Regions from separate parts of the Mus musculus genome. Here region 2 is linked to region 1. Evidence: chromatin contacts called from public HiChIP or PLAC-seq data. All regions are on one chromosome and are shown on one strand. Each heading gives the region's core, a stretch centred on a gene start, on an enhancer-like site or on the middle of the called end of the contact. The rest is flanking DNA. Distances are from core to core; before and after follow the strand shown.

Region 1 (5,730 bases), core at 132-2,631:
AGTCCCTGGCCTTGAGAAACATCTGGAAATGGAGATGATCACCTACCCCTGTCCTGGGGCATCACAGGGCAGTTTGCGTTTCCGAGACTCAGCGGCCAGCGGATCCAAAGAGCTTTCGCCTAGTCCACTCATCCTGATCACAGATCAGCAACTGCGGAAGAAGAGGTGACAAGATTAAAGCACAAAAACAGGCATTTTCTACGAAGGTGTCACATGGTGGAACAGCTGTATCCTGTGGTCCTGGGGTATTTCTGTATGAATGAGTGTGTCTGCACAAGCTCAGAGCTCAGATGCGTTGTAATTATGCTGGGCATGGTGGTGCCAGCCTCTAACCCCAGCACTCAGAAGGCTGAGTCAGGAACATTAAGGATTCTGGTTAAGCCTGGTCTACAAAGCAAGTTCCAGGCCAATCTGGGCCCAGTGTCAACTTATATTTCACAAATAAATTATGTTTAATAAAAGACTATAGCACTTCAATCTTGAAACAATTCTGAATTTTATTTATACCAAGGTAATAAAAGCTAACCCAGTGATTTGGTAAGAACACTTCAAGTAATGAGCCCAGACTAGGCTAGAAGATTGGTTTTGACTTTCTGTATATGAGTGAGTGTTTGCCTACATGTATATATACATATGTATGTGTGTGTGTGTGTGTATATATATATAGCTAGCATGTGTATGCAGTGTCCCCACAAGCCACAAAAAGTCGCTGTCAATCCCCTGGAGCTAGAGTTAAGAGGCAGTCATGATCTACCATGTGGGCATGTTGGGAACAGAACTCATCCTCCTGTCCCCAGGCTCTTTTCCTAGGTAGCACTTCTGTCCACTGGATCGTTTCTCTTCCATTGTTAAGTCCAAGTTAGCCTAGACTATATTAACATGACTGTAGAACTACCCTACGTTCTTCTTAAAGCATAGGTGCAAAGCCAGATACACACTATACGACAGGTTGCCATTAAGTCACACAGCAGCCATTATTTACATACTGACGGCTGGAAAAATAATGTATCTTGGTTAAGTTTCGCACACTAAGACGATAAATACAAGTTATTTCTTTTTGAGCTTATAATGTCAGGGCTCTATTCAGCCTCATTTACTAACTAAGTGGTTAACTCGTGCGCGAACATGACAATCACTGGTCTAAAGAATCCAATGTTGCATCAGTATTGCAGCCAGCCAGCCTGCAGTTGTGCCACTAGGTGGCACAATTCCACCACAAAGGCCAGTTTAAAAATAAAAATAAAATGTAAAAAACCCCACATGATCAAACTTAAAATATGTAGGTCATGTTTGTTTTGAGACAGGGCCTCATTGCCCAGACTGGCCTGGAACCCATAGTTGTGGTTGGCCCTGAGCACCAATCCTCCTGCCTCTGCTTCATACTGAGCAACAAGTATTTGCCGTCCTATCTGTGGTCACACACACCTTTTGAACCCTCTACAGTGTCAGACTACAGCATCATGTAGACAGACAAAGTGTTAAACAGACAAGTGTGGTTCTAGCTGTGTTGTCAATCAGTTCAGAGATTATTTTTTTAACTGAGCAACATTGAGCGCTTACATACCTATCTTTACTTAACTTATTCCAGAAGTCTAACATTATCTTCTTGCCCTTGTGCTACATGGACTGCAAGTCCACGTGGAGAACCGTCAGTGAAGAGCAGTTCATGGTTTGATCTGTACTCCACAACAGGTCTGACTTTGCTGTGCAATACAGCATACAGCAGGAAATGAACATCAGTGGAGTGGTGCCAACTCAATGTAACTGAATACACAAAGACTGGCAGTGGCTCCCTCTAAAAACATTAAAATGCTGGTTACGGCTTACCGTTAACCAGCTTCCTTTTTGTTATCTCAGGGTTCTGACAGGAGAACATGCTTGCTAACTAGCCCGAAGCACAAGGACACATGGCCAAAAAGAAGAATTAGTGAGAGGCCTCAGAGGGCAGAGGCACTCTCTTGCCTCTTTCCTGGCAACCAGAGATCCATCCTGGGGCCCACAAGCTAGAAGGAAAGAACCATGTTTTCTGTACAATGTTTGTAGACTGAGACCTGTGTGCATGCACAGGCACACAAACGTTTAAAAAAAGATTAAACAAAAAATATCAATGCTGGTGTTCTGTTTGAGCAAGTTATTTTAAGGTCTAAGAAAAACCTTATTGTACCAAAATGAGAGGAGGTAGGCCATCCAAGGATAAGGCAGCAGAGACTGGTTAAGCCTTCCCCTTTTCCTAACTTAGTTAGTAACAGAGGGAGTGGATGAGACAGAGCAGAATGGCACTGAACTAACATACACTGGGTGGTTACACATGGTGACCCCCACCACACACATGTGATTAGTTCTGTTCTACAGATAGGGAAGTGGCTAAATAGCTTGCCTAGAATCATTACTAGATCCGGATGGAAGAGGCTATGACATATTCCATAACCAACCAAGCCATCACCAGAGCAAACGATTCATGACTCATTCCCTAAGTCAAACTCCCTCCACCCAGCTCACAAAGCTTCACAGCTTAATCAGGAACCACATAAAGTGCTGTAACATCTGCTGGTTAGGGGCATGAGGTAAGGGTCTGGGCAGGTAGGGGTTACCTCCACAGGCATTATGCCTCCTCCTACCCACCACTCCCCATGACACTGCCTGAACCATGCTCTGCCAGGCCTGATACCACCCTGTCTTCCACATGACTGTTTGTGTCTTCTCTAATTAATCTTTGTCTCAAAGAGGCACATTTTTCAAAGTACCTCTGGTTTCCTGCAAGTGACAATCAGACCTCAATCCTATCAAGGACTGTCCAGGCTGCACCACTGAAGAGCACGGCCTGACTTCACTGTACTACAAAAACATGTGCACATATAAACTGTCAGTGAGGGCCAGCACTGGATAAAGCTGGCCTTTCCAATTAGATGTGTTTACTTTCAAATAGATAACATTTCATTAGAAGTCTTTTTGTTTGTTTGTTTTTTCCCCCAAGACAGGGTTTCTCTGTGTAGCCCTGGCTGTCCTAGAATTCCCTCTGTAGACTGTAGACTAGGGTGGCCTTGAACTCACAGAAATCTGCCTGCCCCCACAGCCTGGTTCATTATATCTTTTTAAATCTACATTCATTCACAGCACCAATCATTCATCAGAGAAGACATTTAGTAATGAATCAAATTCACCAATATCATGTTCAAATGTTATCATTGGCCATCAGACTTCACCTCCAAAGAGCGAGTTTACCTTATCACTTTCAAAACATTGTCTGCCAAATATACAAACTTGAAACCCATAGATTGTCAGTCACTGATTCAATTAAAAATAGTATTTTGAGGCTGGAGAGATGGCTCATCAGTTAAGAGTACTTAACGTCTGCTCTTCTAGGTATCCTGAGCTCAATTCCCAACAACCACATAGTGCCTCACAACCTATACTGGGATCTGACATCCTCTTTTGGCATACATGTATATAGAACATTCATATACATAAAATAAGTCTTAAAGAATTTCTGAGGACTCAAAAACTAAAATAGTATTTCAAACCAGGAATGGTGGTGTGTACCTTCAATCCCAGCACTTGGAAGGCAGAGGCAGGCAAATCTCTTGAGTTTAAGGTCAGCCTGTTCTATAAGAGAAAGTTCCAGGACTGCAAGAGCTACACAGAAAAACCTTGTCTGGGGTGGGGGAGGAAAGACAAAACAAAAAAAAAAGTATTTTAGGGGCTGGAAACCTGGGTTCAATTTCCAAAACGCACAGGGCAGCTCACAATTCCAATTCCAGAGCCTCTGACACCCTCTTCTGACCTCCACAAGCACCAGGCATGCACATGATCCACAAACATAATGTGTAGGCAGAACAACCATAAAGCAAAAATTAATAAATCTTTTTTTAAAGGTGCTTCGGTGCGAAGCAGGCGGCTCAGCCAGTAAAATGCTTGCCTGAACTCAATACTTCAATCTACATAAAAGCCAGGGGCAGTCATGTACACTTATAAACCCCCGCCCCCTGTGTTGGGGGGAGGGGGGTGATACACGAATTTGGGAGTACTGGGCAGGCTGGGGAAGAAGACACCCGGGGCTCACCAGCCAGCCAGCCTAGCCTAATTAGCTAGTCTCAGGCCTATGTAAGACTCAAAATTAAAGGGTGTGTGTGTGTGTGTGTGTGTGTGTGTGTGTGTGTGTGTGTTGATAAAGTACATGTCTGGCTACCACGCCTCATGACTTGAACTCAACCTCCAGAAGCCACAGGGTAGAAGGAGAGAATGGACAGACTCCCAGCCTCCCAGAAAGAACAACTCCTAAAAGTTGTCCTGTGACCCCTCCACATACACGCCGTGTCACGGGCAAACCAACACACTAAATAAAACACTCGTTCAATCTTAGCACTCAGGAGGCAAAGGCAGGCTGATCTCCTGTGAGCTCAAGGCCAGTTTGGTCAACATTTCGAGTTCCAGGCCAGGCACAGCTACACAGAAAGACCCTAGATAGATAGATAGATAGATAGATAGATAGATAGATAGATAGATAGATAGATAAAACAGGTTGTTCCGCACCCAATAAGAGGTTGTAGGCTACAATTTAAAATAGTGTTTTTAAACTGAATTAAGAGGGCTGCGAAATTCAAGAAAATAAGACATTCAATAACCATATAATAAAATCTTCTAATCAAGTTAGAAATAAATGTCCAGGATTAATAAGAAAAGAACTGATGTTCAAGGAGGGGTGCACTTGCACTTGAACACAGACAAAGACATAGTAAATGTGAAAAAATTATCAATTTTCATAAATCACAAAGTGTGAGACAATCCCATCACTCATTGTCTTAAATAGATCTGGTCAGCATAGATACTGTGTGAAGCCAAAGCCTAGCAAGCAGATAAGGCTGCACACACACTCAGCAGGCACACACACTGAATCACACAGGCTTATCAGACAAACCAAGGGAAGAGGAGGACCTCAGGCCCATCGCAGACTTGACTCAAAGTACTGAGTAGCAGGACCCTACCAAATTGCCATCTCTGATTTCAACTCCATTTCCTAAAACTGGAAATCTAGAATTTTTACAACATAAAAGTGATTTAAAACCCTGTTTCCAATAGCAAAACTTAACTCAGTGTTTAGCAGACTTAGGCCTTTGCTCCAACAATACTGCCACCTGTTAATGTTGTTTTAAAAATCAGATCTTTGTAACCAGAATTCTGGTGTATGATTTTAATCCTAGCACCCAGAGGGTAGACAGGCAGATCTCTGTGAGCTGTAGACTAGACCAGGGATGGGAATTACAAATGGTTTGTGAGCCGCCATGTGTATACTGGGACTTTAACCCAGGTCCTTGAGAGGAGTTGCCAGTGCTACTGAGCACTGTCTCTCCAGACCCCTCATAGTTGGCAGGCACTTAGAATTCCAGGACTTAGAAGGCAAAGGCAGGAGATCTCTAAGTTTGAGGACAGAAAGTTCCAGGAAAGCCAGGGCTAGAGAGAGAGAGAGAGAGAGAGAGAGAGAGAGAGAGAGGGAGAGAGAGAGAGAGAGAGAGAACTTGCAGCCCCTCCCCCAAAAAGGTCAGAGTAATGATACTGGCAATATAACCTGATTAAACTGAAAGTATCTTTCACTATACAGCATTCTTAGTAAAATGGTTTCCTTATGAACTGCCAAAAGAGACTCGGGATCCTTATATTTCCTCATAAAACAACTTATCAAAAACCCAGACGAAAACACATGACTACAACTAATTAATTTTTACTTCCTTCTCG
Region 2 (5,696 bases), core at 1,495-3,994, 420 kb before region 1:
GCTCCATCACAAAATGCCTAACCACCTTGGGAATTTTGATGGAAGCCTCCGTGGCTCCAGGACTCCTAGCGTACTCCATCCCACAGAGCCAAGCAGTGCATGGGTGTCGCCGAGGTTCCCAACAGAGCAGCAGTAGCCAGATGTGCTTGGCTGATGACTACATGACCTTTGCGTGCCTGGGTGGTTGAACACAGTCAAATGAACACTAGAGAAATGATCCCCGAGCCAGCAGGGCATCCTGGATCTTGTCCCAAATCAGTCTTTGAGAGGGATTTACGATTTCATGCCCCTGAGCCTGTGAAGACTGAGTTGGCCAATTCCTGAAGTGCCTTCGAGCCTTCTTGCCCATTGTCCCCGTGCAAAGCTCTTGGCTTCTTTTAGAGGACACTAATCTCTTTAGCAATCACACCCTCCCTGGAGTGATAATTTTAAAATTTTTTGTTCCTTTCCTTGCAGAAGTGTGAGTTAAAAAAAAAATCCCCCAGTTTTTGCTCCTCATAATCTGTAAACTGTTTCTGGTCCTCAGAACTGAGCACGGTGTGTGAGATGCAGCCCTAGCAGGAGGCAGAAGCAAGGTCCAAGGGGCTCAAAGGTAAGGAACAAAACGATGGCAGCGTTGTGGGGACCAGCAAGAGTGGGGAGAGGCTGCCAGCCTCAGGGCAAGGTGTGAGGACGGAGCTTTGGGAGAGCCCAGTGCTTCCAGAGTGCAAACTGAGGACTGTGGCCAAAGTGCACAGCAGAGTGAGGGTCAAGGCATCCCAGCAATCTCTCTCTCCTTCTTCCCTGACCTCCCGCTGAGTCTGCTTGGCCGAGGCCTGCTGGAGGCCAGGAGTTAGGCATCAGGGCCAAGTCCTGGATAGAGACCAGTAGAGATGGAACCTTGGTGGCAATGGAGAATGACCCCTGACTGCTCCTGTGCCTCCTTGCTCAACCTGTGCCTACAGAGAGAACAGCCTTTCTTCCATGTCAGGACCAAGCTTTAGGAATATGGGGAGAAAGTGCCAGGGGAGGGGGCTAGGGGGGAGGAGGCACGGTGTTTGGGGGGTTGTGAGTTGGGAAATGGGTGAGGAAAGCTGTGACTTAGAGACATTGCACTGGTTCCCTGCAGTGTGAGTGAACTGAACCTAGGCTACGCTTTTTAATATTCTTAATTTTAAATCTAGATTTGGTGGTGGGGGGGGGAGGGCGATGGGTGTCTGCTCTCATTTCCAGTTCCATTTGGTGCCAAATGCCTGGGGCGAGTGTGTTACCAGCCTCAGAGGATTTGTTTATTTGTCTCCACAGTGTGATAAAGATATCTACTTGAATGTATTCAGGGTGGAGAATGTCCGGGAGCCTGTGGGCACATCCAAAGATCAGCATTAAAGTGTCCCTACAGCTTCCCTCTGTGGGGTCACAAATCACATCAGATGATGAGGTGCTGGGCATCGCCAGGCAGCTCCACGTGGCCAGGGGCAGACTGAAAGCTGAACTCAAGTTTAGATTCACCCCACTCTTGGTTTTGGCCCCAGACATTTATCACATTTTTGCTCGGTGGCTCATGGAGCGCAACATTGGTGTCTGAGGAAACCTGGTCTTTGCGTGGGGAAGCCTTAAAACAAAGAACACGCAACTGGGTCCAAGCTTCCATTCCATCCAGAACTCCCGCTTCATCACCAAGTGCTATGGCTGACCAACATGTGAGGCTGGTGTGAAGACCAATAAGCTTCCATTACATCCTTACAGAGAGGGGGGAGCATCTCCCTTGACCATCCCCACAGGACAAAGTCCTTTCCCTTCAAAGAGTATTAGAAGGCTTAAGCTTGAGAGCCAGGCTCCCCTCTCTGGGAGTGGATCGTTGCTGTTTGTCTCAATACATCCTCCCTGCCTTCGCTCTCTTTCAGACTTTAGAAAACACTTTAAGGAAGAGTCACTGGTCTTCTGGACGCTGTTCAGTGTGGCATTGTGGGTGGCATGTCATGGTTTCCACAGAGCAAAGACTTTCCTTCCCTCTCTCTCTAGATTAATCTCATCATTTTATGTATGTGAATGTATGTATGTATGTATGTATGTATGTATGTATGTATGTATTATGTATGCATGTATGTTTGTACATAGATGAGTGTATGTATGTGAGTGTATATATTATGTGAGTGTATGTATGCATGCCTGCATGTATGCCTGCATGTATGTTTGTATGTATGTACATACGTACATACCTGGGGTCTGAGGAGGTCGGAAAACTCTAGATGCACTGGGGACTGGAATTCTAAATGGATGCTGGGAACTGAACCCAGGTCCTCTGCAATAGCAACAAGTGTTCTTAACTCTGAGACATCTCTCCAGCCTCGTTTTCCTCCAATTCTCCCCCATTTTTTCTCAGGCTTCTTAGAGTCATGAAGTTGTCAATTAGAAATACCCCAGGTCTCTCATCCCAATCAGCAGTTGCTGTGGAGACTGTCGTAGATCAGAGTGGATTCATGGCCTCTGTGGGGAAGCTAGGATGCTTCGTTAAGACACATAATTTATGATCGGAGCTCTTAGGGAGGAATCTGAAACTTCAACATGTTCATCTGGCTCATGATGCCACATCCTTCACCCGTGTTTCAAAATCTTGTCTGTGTCTAAATCACACAAGCGCCCCGAGGAGAGAGATTTCTGCTTGTGTTTCTTTCAAAAGCCCCGGAATGTCTCCAGGACACGTGTTAAGTGTTTCTTGGCTCCTCTAGATTTTGAAAGGTGGCCAGAAGTGCTCCAGTCTCTGTTCTCAGAAAAAGCTACAGAAGAAAGATGACTCAAGCCCACTGGAACCGCCAGGCTGTGGGTTGTCAGCCTCTCAGGGGTGTGCTGAGTAGGCCTTTCTCCCAGTTACAGGCCGCCAGTCTCCGTCCCTGTTAGGCTGAAAACATGGCTGTTCATACTGCCATGTCTAGAAACTGGAGAAGTCATGGATTCCCGCTTTACTGCTGAATGCAAAAGAGACAGTTCAGTGTGTGTGTGCGTGCGTGTGTGTGTGTGTGTGTGTGTGTGTGTGAACAGTGAATAGCACACCTTGCCACAGGGAAGGAAAAGAGAGAGAGAGAGAAAATTCTAGAATGGAAATTAGCTGGAAACTGGAGGTAGGAGCTGCCAATTAGAAACCATGTCCTCCAAGATCCATGTCTTCCTTTGGGGTTATTTGGGAAATCGTTCTGATGCCGGAGGATGCACAGCCATGTACGCTTCCACTGATGTTATGGTCATGGCCCTCATTGCAGCCTCCCGTAGAAGAGACGCAGTACTGACTACTGCTGTCTGATCAATATTTTCTTTTCCACCTTCCCCTCTGCCTTGTCTCGGGCAACCCAGATGAAAGTGTTCATGAGTTATTTATTCTGAAATCTAAGAGCAGAAAGATGGAAGGAACAAGCGGGAGAAGTCTTCGTTCATGCTCTCTGATGTGGATTGTCCACCCAGGAGCAGGCGGCTGGCACTAGCTGCTGTAAGGGACGTGATCTGTGAATTCGAGTGACCAGCTTTGGTGTAGGCTCAAATAAGAAAACCAGCAAGGCTTGTTGCTGTGGCTTATACTTGGGAACATTTGGTTGCCAGTTGGGGCCACTGTTTTGGGAGACCTTGGAACTTTCAAGAGGCTAAGCATAGCTGGAGGAAGTGGTTTAAAAAAATTTTTTTTTTAGTATTTATTTTCTCCTAATTCCCACACTTTTTAATGTATGTGTGTGTATGTATATACGTGTGTGTATGTATGTGTGTGTATATGTGTGTATACATGTATGTGTGTAGTATGTTTACGTATGAGTATGTATGTGTGTGTGTGTGAATGTGTGTATGTGTGTGTGAATGTATGTGTGTTTGTATGTGTGTATGTATATGTATGTGTGTGTATGTGTATATGCGTATGTGTGTGTGCATTAGTGTGTGAGTGTCATAGCATGTGAGTGAAGGTTAGAGACAACTTTGGGAGTCAGTTCTCTCCTACTGTGTGTGTTCTGGGGGCTTGAACTTGGGTCAACAGATTTACTTGCAAGCCCTTTCACCCAGTGAGCCATCTCTCCGGCTCCTGCCTTCTCCTTTTGATGGCCAGAGGAAATCTTTGCTGCATGCCCCTGGCTCAGTCAGCGCTTGTCTGCTCATGGCCTGAGATGGGTTCCTGTGAGCCAGTCTTCCATTAGGACAGACAAGAAAAGGGTGGGTTTCTGAGAAGGGATTTTATATTTGGTTTTGTCTCTATGGTGATGTCTCACAGACCAGCCTCAAATGACTAGAACAGCAAGCATTTATTTTCGCCCTCAAGGTCCTTCAGTGTACGCTATGGGCCAGCAGATCCAGGCTGACTTTGTCTGGTCAGCTATGACTCAGTGTAGAGCAGCTGGGCTCAGCTCTAGCTAAGGGGTGGCCTCACTGTGGTTCTCATCGTGAGCTGTGCTGAGGTTCTGTCTAGAAGAGTTGCAGGAGCCAAGATGCAAATACATGCAGCCCTGATCACAAGGTATATTGTGCTATAGATGCTCTGCTCTGTCTTTAAAGCAACCTCAAAGTGAATTGGCAGGATGTCCACTCTGCCCTGCGGAGGACCCGAGGGTTATAGGCAAAAGGAGTCTGCCTACAAATGTATCCCAGAATGCAAGATCAGTATCAATGGCCTGAAAGACCCCAGATCCCCAGTCCCATGTGTGCCTTCAACAAGAACACGATTTCTCCAAATACAGTCATAATTGAGTCACACCTGTGGTGACAGCCCAGAAATCAGAATGATCTCTGAGACATTCTGTGGGTACCGTGCCTGAGGCACCTGCCAATGAGAACTCTACAGAGATGCAAGCGCCATATTGGTTTGTCAGGGCTGCTCTCTTGGCTGTTTCCATCTAGTTAAGTTACTTAAATTAAAATGTTAGGCAGATGAACATGTTGGTACATGCTTGCCCTACCAGTGATTGGGAGATAGAGGGCACAGGAACCATGAGTTTGGGGTCAGCCTGGGCTACATAGTAAGTCTTTGTCTCAAGAAACCAAAACCCTTAAGGATAGGGGTATAGCTTACGGGATCTTGCTTAGTAGTATCTAAGGTCCTGGAGCTATCCCCAGCATCAAGACTGTATTTAAAAATAACTCAGAAGTTAAAATTATAACCAGATGATATTAAAATGGAGAAGGCATATTTTATATCCATTAGCATGGGCCCCTTTACCTAACATCTTTTTTAAATCAACATTCTCTGGAGCGCATTGCCCATCCACTGTGACATATTAGCTTTGACTTACACAGATGTGATTCAAGTTTTCTGTTCTAATACCTTTGTTTATGTTTTTAAAAAAAGTCAAAGGAAATTTTAAGTAAACCAGCAGACAAAAGGCCAAAGTTTTGAAGCAGCTTCTGACGCTCCCTCCTGACCTCTGAGGAAACGTGGCACAGACTGAGTGTCCACAGCCTCCTTCCTCACAGAGCCATGGTCACCATTTTCCTCCCAGAAGTTCCTATGCACTCCAAGCTGGGCCTCTGTCCTTGGCCGTGCTTGGTTTCAGGGTAACCATGTCAGACATATATCATGTTAGTTAATATTCTCATTGTTATGGAGAAGAATCATCTCACCAGAAGCAACTGGAGGAAGGAAGGGTTCGGGGGTACAGTCCATCACAACGGGGAGCACAGGGCGGCAGGAGTGTGAGACAGCTGGTCACAAAGCACCTGCACTCTGGAAGCAGACAGATGGCTGCTGC

The links. HiChIP or PLAC-seq counts read pairs in DNA pulled down with a chosen protein or histone mark.
Region 2: an H3K27ac HiChIP or PLAC-seq map of embryonic fibroblasts shows a contact between it and region 1, with 4 times the contacts expected there. The contact joins two enhancer-like sites. A contact is called at or near these places in 3 of 115 datasets of contacts at active chromatin or transcription factors (embryonic fibroblasts, large pre-B cells and stem cell-derived neural progenitor cells).

Annotation. Positions count from the first base shown.
Region 1 is chr2:166,041,877-166,047,606 of GRCm38.p6, reverse strand. It overlaps Ncoa3 (nuclear receptor coactivator 3), which reads right to left. Exons shown (of 23, transcript NM_008679.3): 3 at 47-151. The coding sequence starts at 132. Among named protein-coding and RNA genes, the nearest start is that of Ncoa3, 52 kb to the right of the region's middle. Within about 2 kb of position 1,381, at least 136 of the 459 cell types and tissues checked have an H3K27ac peak or open chromatin away from gene starts, as enhancers often do. A contact at or near this core is called in embryonic fibroblasts, where this site is marked.
Region 2 is chr2:166,460,784-166,466,479 of GRCm38.p6, reverse strand. No RefSeq gene overlaps it. Among named protein-coding and RNA genes, the nearest start is that of Gm30908, 7.8 kb to the left of the region's middle. Within about 2 kb of position 2,744, at least 53 of the 459 cell types and tissues checked have an H3K27ac peak or open chromatin away from gene starts, as enhancers often do. A contact at or near this core is called in embryonic fibroblasts, where this site is marked.